Regions from separate parts of the Zea mays genome. Here region 1 is linked to region 2. Evidence: chromatin contacts called from public Hi-C data. All regions are on one chromosome and are shown on one strand. The core of a region is the stretch at or near the end of the contact, and the rest is flanking DNA. Distances in the headings are between cores, read along the strand shown.

What was found. Hi-C and Micro-C count contacts between places; a contact is called where the count stands out from the background.
Region 1: a contact with region 2 is called in a Hi-C map of leaf, with 8 times the contacts expected there. The contact joins the promoter of LOC100283225 here to the promoter of LOC100281696 in region 2. A contact is called at or near these places in 5 of 25 Hi-C or Micro-C datasets (bundle sheath, ear, leaf and 1 more).

The regions. Positions count from the first base shown.
Region 1 is chr2:183,875,703-183,880,817 of Zm-B73-REFERENCE-NAM-5.0, reverse strand. It overlaps LOC100283225, which reads right to left and starts at 1,311. Exons shown (of 7, transcript NM_001156127.2): 1 at 1,016-1,311. The coding sequence starts at 1,091. It overlaps LOC103647399, which reads right to left and starts at 3,808. Exons shown (of 4, transcript XM_008671942.2): 1 at 3,733-3,808; 2 at 2,313-3,654; 3 at 1,997-2,239; 4 at 1,594-1,921. The coding sequence starts at 3,481. The coding sequence ends at 1,804.
Region 2 is chr2:183,659,602-183,664,670 of Zm-B73-REFERENCE-NAM-5.0, reverse strand. It overlaps LOC100281696 (EDS1-like protein), which reads left to right and starts at 2,106. Exons shown (of 3, transcript NM_001154616.2): 1 at 2,106-2,618; 2 at 4,292-5,056. The coding sequence starts at 2,241.

The sequences.
Region 1 (5,115 bases), core at 62-2,561, 220 kb before region 2:
CTAGTTTGCCTAACTTTTTTTCCCTAAGGTTAGTTCTTTAATTTGGCCGACTAATCTAAGACAAATTATGGCGCAACTAGCCAAGAATCAAAATAAGCCCTAAACAGAAAAGAGCAGAGGGGTTATACATGTCAGTAACAAATAAATTCCTCCAAGTCTAGAAGCAGTTGAACTGGTTTTTTGTCTTTTGTTTGGGCAGTTGGTGCGGTGCACTCTTAAGATATTGTTTAGTCATAAATATTAGAGCATGTAAAACAACACCATGCTTTCTTTAAAAAGAAATTCTAATATATGTGAAACTTATATGTGAGCCTTATAGTTACTATGCATTTCACTCAGCCACTGTATACTAATAGACATATGGTCTATGGCGCCTACACTAACAGAATTGTGCTAGTTGACCCAAGAACAGACTATTCAAGGCTGGAACTCACACGTGGATTGCCCTTATATTAATCCACTACACACTTGACCTCAAATTGTAGTTGTAGGCAGATAAAACAAAAAAAATGTCTTGATCACCGCAATAACTTCATCCGTACTCAGCGTAGCGTGTGGCCGTGTAAAACACTGTAGACTGCACAGTTGAGTTTGGAGTAGGGGTGAGATAAGAAGAGGTGGAATGGGAAGGCTGTTTGAAGTAGGGAGTGAGATAAAGAGGTGAAATAGGGAGTAGCCTATGTAAAGCCTCTAATAACCAGAACCCTCCTCGACCACCTGCCCATCTGCCATCTGAACTCAGTCCAGCCAGCCCCCTGGAACAGCGAACTCTGCTACTCTAGCTTCGTCCAGCTCCCGGACACATCCCCGAAATCGCATGCGCGGAAGGCAACCGCCACGCAACCAAATAACAACGGCGCTTTCCGCCCCCGTATCAATTAGCATAATCCCCTGTTCATTCAGCCACGATATGTGACCGAAAACGAAAACCGAACAACAGAGCCGTGGCGGACCCCGACGAAACGTGGGGCAGACGGAAATTTGAGCTGGAACCCGAGGGGAAAGTAGCGCGCACCTTTGAAGGCCTTGTGGAGGTCGATGGCGTCCTGGCGTGGGTTGGGGGGCGCCGGCGGCAGGGTGAGGCTCGCCATCGCCGGCAGTCGCTGCGCGTGCGCGCTGCCCGCGGTTCGATTTGATTCGGCCGGCTCGGTGGAGGAGAAAATTGGATTTATGCCATTATCAAACTACGGATTCGCTCGAATGCCATTATGAGAACACGCTTCGTTATTACGCCATTTTCAAACACTGGATTACAGATAAAATGCCATTTAGGGGGTTATTTGATAAAGTATCAACTAATTGGACTATTTTACCCCTAAACTAAAACAGCTCCTCTCTGTTCTCTGTCTCTCGCGTTTTCTCCTCCTCTCTGTACCGCACCACACCAAACCAGGCTCCTCTCTGTTCTCTCAGCCATTATCTCCTCCTCTCATCCTCTCCCACGACAAGCACAAGGCAAGCTCCTGCACGCACCAGGCAAGCTCCAGCACGCACGCACCAGGGCAAGCTCCAGAAATTCAGAACTGAATGAACAGCGAGGGGCAGGGAAACATCAAAGTGAAAAAGTAGTCGATCTTAACTGAATGAACACAGTTTAAGAAATTCAGAACACAGTTTCCCATTCTTAACTGAATGAACACAGTTTCAGAAAGAACACAATTTATCTGATAGCATAACAAGGTTCAAAATAACTACGATATCCATCCAAATATAGTTCATCTGATAGCATAACAAGGTTCACTTCTAACACTAGCTTACTAAAATCTTAGATAACATAGAAATCAGCAGGTTATTACAATCTTGTCACATTTTCTTCAGCTTCCTTGGTGTGAGCTTCTTCACTAGCATCTTCTTAGGAGTTGTAGTCTTGGGAGGTGACTGGATATCAATCTGTCCATCTCCCAGTAGCATAGCAAGCCGACTGAAAAAAATAAAGACCAGTAATTTAATGAGACAACAATGACTTGATGCAACATAATCGTAATGATATGTTTACCTCCTAGTGACTCTGATTGGGCTGTCCTGTAAAATAGACTCCCTTGTTGGTGTAACCGGAAGAGAAACTTCGAGTTGGACATCAGCTTCAGTTTGGACAACACCATGATCTTGAACACTTTCAAGTTCGACATTAGCTTCACCTTGGACAGCACCTTGACCTTGGACACTTCGTTGAAGTCGAGTTTTGGGGATTTTGGCATTATCCCCATACTTTGTTCTATTCATGCGAGGCTTTCTCTTCCTACAAGTTGGACAGCACAGTTAGATACAAATATAACAGTGCACACGTTCAAATTAGACATTTCATCACTTACCTTTTCTTTGTTCCGTTCAATGGGCACTTGTAGCTAGTTTCACTGTGACCTAATTCTCCACATCTTTTGCACTTTCTTTTGCCTCTAATCATCTTCCTTTTCCCCTTCTCAGATTGGTTTGAACCCTCCATGTCAGCTTCTAGTACTGCATTCTTGTCAGCTTCCTTGCCTTTCTCTGTAGCTACTTTTTTCCCTTTGCTATTCCCACCTTCCAAACAACTCTTAATTCTTAGTTTCTTATACCTTCCTTTACCTCTCTTGTCAAGTGGTGCAGCAACCGCATAGGGCAGATCCACTGTTGGCCATTGAGACTTATCAGGTAGTGGTTCAATTATTCTCTTATATGCATTTTTGAACCTTTGTACAGAGTAGAATTCATGCACAAAATCTTCCAATTCGACATCCACACTCTCCTGTGCTGTAATCAAAGCCAATGCATGTGGACAAGGTTTGCCGGTGTGCTGCCACTCTAGGCATGTACACTCATGCAAGTATGACTTCACTACATGTCTGTTGTGAGTGTTTGTGTTGTCCTCAACCTGTGCAGAGAAAAAACCAGCCTTTGTCACTGATAGATGCCCTAGGCCTCTGGTCCTTGCCTTCAATTGTTGTAAAACAGCAGGTAAGATCTTCCCATTAAGTTTATCTCCAATTCTTCTCCTTTTCTCCCACAACACCATTATCATCTCCCTACACTTGTCTGCAAGCTCAACAACTGGAAGGTCCTTCCAATCTTTAATCCAGTTGTTGAAGACTTCAGCTAGATTGTTGGTGACATAATCACACTTGATGGCAGGATTAAACTGACTCCTCCTCCATTTCAGCTTGTGGTAAGTATCTAGCCATTTCTTTACATCTGGGGAAGCTTCCACAACTTGATTGTAAAAGAATTGTGAAACTTCTGACCTATATGCCCTAGCTGTAGGGTACATCTTAGAGAATATGTCACCTCCAAACCTCTTAACAAAATTCTGCATTAGATGCCTAAAGCATTCTCTTTGGTCAGCCTGAGGGAAAACAAGTTTTACTGCATTTTCTAACCCTTTGCATGCATCTGTACATACAGCAAGCAATGGAAGATCTCCTATTGCCTTTTTCAGTTGGCTCATGAACCATACCCAATTATCATCACCCTCTTGCATCTTTAAAGCTTCACCAGCCTTCCTCATCCTCAGCTCTCAAACCGATCAACTCATACATTCTGTCATCATCAACAATTTCTATCCTACCTTCCTCATCTTGCCTCTCAACAATTTGAAGTGCGTCCCAGTCAATACCAACCTTTGGGCGACCACTAGGATGTACTACCAATGCTAAGCTAGGCGGAAGCTCATCGTCAAAACTGAAAATAAAAAATAAAAATGTACAATCATACTACTTCATTCGATTTCTATAAAAGTTATTAAATGTAGAATCATACCCGTACATAGAATCATTCCAGCTGTAATCCATCTAGCCAACTGTTGGTGACCAATAATATGAGATCTCCGCTGATGCTAACTCAAATCAGAAGAAACCCTAAAGTGTAAAGCCTAAATCCTAAAGCCTAAAACTCGTATGCATACCTGGAGCTCGCCGAGGGGAACAGGCCGCCGAGGGTCGCCGTGGGGAGTCCGGATGGCGTGCTGGAGCTCGCCGTGGGGAGCCCGGCCGGCGTGCTGGAGCTCGCCGTGGGCGGCGTGCTGGAGCCGAGATCTCGCTGGAGCCCGGGCGGCGTGCTGTGCGATGCAGAGAGCAGAGAGGAGGTCCCGGCCGGCGTGCTGGAGCTCGCCGCTGCTGCGTGCTGCAGCCCAGGCGTGCGTGCGTCTTGCCCAGGCGCGGTCCAGAACAGAGAGAAGGAGCGAGAGGAGGAGAACAGAGAGAATGAAGTGTTTTGCGCGACTGGAGACAGAGAACGAGCGACTGCAGTTTACTTTAGGGGTAAAACAGTCCAAACAGTTGATACTTTATCAAATAACCCCCTAAATGGCATTTTATCTGTAAGCCAGTGTTTAAAAATGGCGTAATAACGAAGCGTGTTCTCATAATGGCATTCGAGCGAATCCGTAGTTTGATAATGGCAGAATTCCAATTTTCTCCTCGGTGGAGGGAGATTAGCGAAAATGGTTAGGTGCGATTTGGTGCGCGCTTTGCGTTAAGAGGGATGGATGATGATAACGACGGAGGTAGCGTAGCAAGGAGCCTTCGTGGACCGGGTCTAGCCGTCCGGGACGTCATTACGTGCTCGGCCTTCTTCAACGGACCGGCGGCCCACCTACCTGGTTGCCGCGTTCAACGCGCTTGTTGGGTTAGCTCTCAACACATGTGGATTAAGTAAGGGGGTGTTTGGTTTCTGGGGACTAATTTTTAGTCTCTCAATTTTATTCCATTTTAGTCCCTAAATTACTAAATATAGAAACTAAAACTCTATTTTAGTTTCCCTATTTAACAATTTATGAACTAAAATAGAATAAAATAGAGGGACTAATGTTTAGTCTCTATAAACCAAACACCCCCTAAAATTGGATGAGTTTGAATCCTAAAAAGTCAAACTTTTTCTTAATTTTTTTCAACCTCATCTAATTCATGTGTATTGGTAATAACCGAATAAATCCTTAGCGGAGACACAACTTTTACTGTGATTAGCCGTTTGGGTCTGGATGATCGTGATTTTGTAGCGTGCATGATCCGAGACATGATCTTGCCTGTTTGGTTGGCTTCTCCCGGTAGCCAGGCTGTATGAGCCAGGCCGGCGGGAGCCTGACTCCAGAGATACGACCAATTTGCTCGCGCCTGTAGAGCCTGGCCCAGAGTGCTTTAAGTA
Region 2 (5,069 bases), core at 857-3,356:
CAGATATCACCGTTTTCGTCGCTCCCCTCCACGGCCCTGCTCTGCCTGATGCACAACTGCATGGTGCCGCCGGTGTACGCGCCGTGCCTGATCAAGGCCGGGTTGAAGAACACACGGCTAATCGACCAGTGCCCTGGCGGGAGGGGCTGAGCTGATGTCAGGCTCACTGATCGTGTCTCAGCAACGCCAATGCCAATGCCGGATCACCTCGGATCAGTGGTTGGAAATAGCGGGGGAAGCAGAACTAAAGTTCCGATTCTTTGATTGTTTTGTCCAGTTGTTACTAACGTTCTTATTCTTTTTCCGATTTCTGGTTAGTTACAGGCAAGTAATTGCTTTAGTGATCCTGATTTACAGGTGTTTTCTTAGTTAGTGTATGTGCGTTTGTGTATCTCTCTACTGCATAATGAACAGTACTCCCGGAGCTTCAATCACACTGCCGCATGACACTGTTACATCTGATGATGGATGGTGTTAGTAGGAGCCAGCGATGTTATTTCCAGATCATGTCAGTGATCAATTCAATACGAGAAAGCACGCACAATGCTTGATTTTATTTGCCACGTTATAGTGACCTTTTTTTGTAGTGTGTCACCAGGTGTCCGGATGCAAGGATGTTGTTTTGGATCCTACATTTCTACCTTCCAACTTTTCAGTACTGCAAATATACTCATGATGTTAGCTGACTCAGTTGAACAAAGGACCTGGCAGCGTGCCCCCAACCCCACCCTCATCTATTTTCCTTCTATTACTTTGCTTTGTTTTTGTTTCAGTTGCATCAATCGACTCCTCAAGCTGTATTCCATCATCTATACAATTGAAATTTGTTATTGCATCAGTGTGATTTTTGTCAGATGACAGCTAATGAAAGTCACACAAACAAAACTATGAACCTATAAAAATCAAGCGTCTTAGATTTTGAAACAGTACGAGAAGTAAATATATTTACATAGAAGTTATTTTCTGGGAATAGTAATCTCTCCTAAGTGGGGGCGATTTTGTCCCGTCAAACGTGATGTAAACAAAAGGTTTGAACTTTCAAGAAATATTATGAAAAGACCACATCACTTTATTAGTTGTGAGCAAAGTTAGTGTGTATCATCGAACTACAACCACAGTCGTTTAAATAAAGTTAGTGTGTCCCAACGAAGCAAATGTTTTGCACAAACAATTACATATTGTATCATTGACATATGTTTCCAGAAAACTCCTGTATCAAGTTTTCCCCAGTATGGGCCAGATTAGAGGCCACATCATCTATTTGTTCATCCTACACGACAATATTTTCTTTTTACATAAGTAAGTACTTACACGAAAAGATATTTTTTGTTGTAAAATAAATAAGTACAACACGTCAAGTCAAAACGTTATATTCACCACAGGTCCACATCCACTGAATCTATCTAAAAAACTTTGCAAATTCCTAAACACAATTTTCATACTATGTATCTGCTTCCATGTATATAAATAGACCTATATATTGCTTATATAAATATACAATGCCATTTTTGCTTACTGTTTACATATCCAATTGATTGTTTAAATAAACAATTGTCAGAACGCTCGCGCAAAGCGCGAGCAAGCTACTAGTGTTGATTATTGAGCGTGCATAGTTACCTGGTCCTTCCTTGCGTCGCCATTTGCATGAAGCCATGGTCATATGTGTTAGTTTTTTCTTGTGTCGCCATTTGCACGAAGCCATGGTCATATATGTTTGTTTTTACATAATTACTGTACACTAACATTTTATTGTATCGTCATTGCAACGTACGAACATTGTACTATATTATATATTTTATCGTCAATATAATATTAGTGTTGCGATGATATTTTACCACATAGAATTTGCAAGTTATAGTAATATTTTTTGTTCTGTATCTATATTTTATACTAATTTTTAACTATCGTGACCATGCACCTGGTAGCACCTGCAAGTTATAGTAATATTTTTTGTTCTGTATCTATATTTTATACTAATTTTTAACTATCGTGACCATGCACCTGGTAGCACCATGTATCCTATTATTCGGCTCTTCCAACGAACTCTTCTCCTCTCTCTCAAGTCTTCGCTCTTCCATATCGGCACGCTCCCAGGTCCCAGCACTGCTGACAACCTCCTCCTCCCTCTCAGCTCCACGCCCCTAGACCCAGCACCACCGGCGAGCATCCCCTCCACGCCTCTCACGCCGGCCTCTAAGCTCTCCACTTTGACTCTTCCCAGTCCGGCCCAACCCCTCCCGATGCCGACGGACTCCGCGCCGCCGAACGCAGCGTCGCTGTCCGAAGACGACCGACTGCTCGTCGCCCACTGCGCCACGCTCTCCTTCCCCTCCAGCTCCCCCACAGCCGCCGCCGCCACTACCCATTCCGCCTCCTCCTTCCAGGTACACCATGCGTCCCACCCCTACCCCTGCGCCGCCTTCGTCTTCCCGCCCTCCTGGTCCGCTGCCGACTGGATGGGAGGCGATGGCGGCCATCCGCCGTTCGGGGACGCCGAGGTGGACCCGGCCCTGTTCCCGTCACTCCGCGCTGTCGGGAGCGGCATCCCCGCGCGCACCAACGCCGCCTTCCTCGGGAACTTCCGTCGGCTGCTCGACGGATCGACGCTCCAGTCCGAGGTAGCATCTATTTGAATTTTTGTGACCAGATACTGTTGCTGCTAAAGGAAATTATATTACTTGTTGCACAGTTATTTTGCACAACAGTCGTTGCCCTAAGAGCGTAGTTTTGAAACTTGTTTCCTTCCCAAAACACTTAGAGCATATTTGGGAGTAAGGGGAATGGAAGTGATTGGAGGGGCTAAAATTGTATCGCTATTCAAATTCTCCCAAACAATCCTTATGAATGTATGGGGATTGGAGGGAATCGATCCCTTGCTAGTCAAAATTAAATAGAAGTGATTATATGCCCCTCAGTCCCTCCAATCCCCATGTACACAAACAAGCCCTAAGTATACATGGGTTAAAGTTTTAAGATCAAGGTGTGTTAGGCCATGTTTGAATGCACTAGAGATAATAGTTAGCTGCTAAATTAGTTGAATACATGCAAACAGTCTAGCATATTAACTAATAGTTAGATAGCTATTTGTTAGCTAGATAATTCCACTAGTTTTTTTAGCCAACTAACTATTAGCTCTAGTGCATTCAAACATCCTCTTAAAGATCCAGTGGCTGCCGTTTCTGCTGTATTGAAATATTCCCTCATCTAGTAATGCAAGGCATGTTGTAGAATGAGGAAGTCATCAAAAAGTAGATTTTGACCATTGATTCCTCATCGACCGAATTGTTAATTGCTACAAATCAACAAGCATTAGAAGTATTTTGCTGACACATTTTTTATACATGCAACATGGATGCAGTTTAAAGAAATGTTGGTCAATATTTGTAAAGTTTGACTTTCTAAAAACAAAATATTGTACACCTTATTTATGAACAGAGGGAGTATCAAATATGTCTGGTCATGTATTAGTATGTTGGTTGATATTGAGCTAGTCAGCAGTATGAGATTGGAGATAAAGCTATACTTGTGTGTTTCCTTTGCTGTAGTGGATGCCACCAAGCGTATGTTTTCTGGCTGGTCTTTGACATGATGTTTCTTTAGCAAAATTTTGATTTCACCTATTGTTGTTGGAGAAAAAAGAAAGAAAAACATTTTCGCTCACATTAAATAACCCAGATCTCTTGACACGGACAGGATAGCAGAAACCGTAAAAAAAGTCACGCAGTTGCAAATAAAGCAGCCAGTCTGAGTGAAACATATTTATATAATTACATCTCATAAAACGGTGGCGCAGCATGTTTGCATCTAGGTAAGTTACAGCCATGTAGGTAGAGTATGCAAATATGTTAGCAAATATTCAATTTTTCCTGTCCTTTTTTTTGTGTCACTTGAGCTTATAAAATACATAAGGGGAGGTGATGAGATTCCAGGAACTAGTAAACGTTCAGACAGGTAAGTTCCGTAGCATATTCATAACATTACCACTTTGATGCTCCAGCTCCAACCATCCTGGTGCTTAGTGTTTCATGTGTCGTTTTTATGATATATTGCATTATTTGACATATACACAAAAAATTCATGATTTCTGTTCCCTTCCACCTTTCTTATGGGTGATCTCCATAGTTCCGTAGCATATTTCATAACATTACTATTTCTATACCATGGTGTATAGACTATTGATGTTCCAAATTGAAAATGGTAGTCTTCAAATTATAAATTAGATATGGATTTTGGTTTTACTCTGTTTTCAACAAAGGAAACATAAAGTGTAATTATTTCCTTGCAAATACAGGTATCAAGAGCTGTTGCGGAGGAGAAACGTGTAGTATTCACAGGCCATTCATCAGGAGGTTCAATAGCCACACTTGCTGCTATATGGTTTCTTGAGAAGTGCACCAGACGAGGAAGTGTTAATCAAGCACATCCATTTTGTGTGACCTTTGGGGCTCCCCTTATTGGAGACAATATCTTCAATCATGCTGTTAAAAGAGAGGGCTGGTCACAGTGTATTTTGCATTTCCTTCTTCCACTAGACATTGTCCCACGCATACCACTGACTCCACTTGCATCCTTCAGAGAAGAAACTCAAGCTGTTCTGGATCGGTTATCTTCTCAGACGCCAAACAACTCTCCTGCTGGGAGGTCCCTTGTTATACCTGAATATTATGAAACTTTATTGAGAAGCACACTATCTATTGCCAGTTATGAGGCCTGTTCTTTCATGGGATGTACCAGCTCCATCCTGGGGACATTGACTTCTTTCATTGACCTCTCCCCTTACAGACCTTGTGGGACTTATCATTTCTTGACAAGCAGTGAGCAATTGATTGTTCTCGCAAATTCAGATGCTGTACTGCAGTTGTTATTCTACTGCCTTCAGTTGGATCCCCAGCAACAACTGCTTGATGCTGCTGCTAGAAGCTTAAGTGCTCACTGGCAGTACGAACCAATTAAATACTGCATACAGGATATAGTTTGTGTGGATTACCTGGGAACAATCTCATCAGCTGTTCCTGGTAGGCAGGCAGGCAGAGTGGCCCTTGGAAGCATTGAACTGGTAATCAACCCCC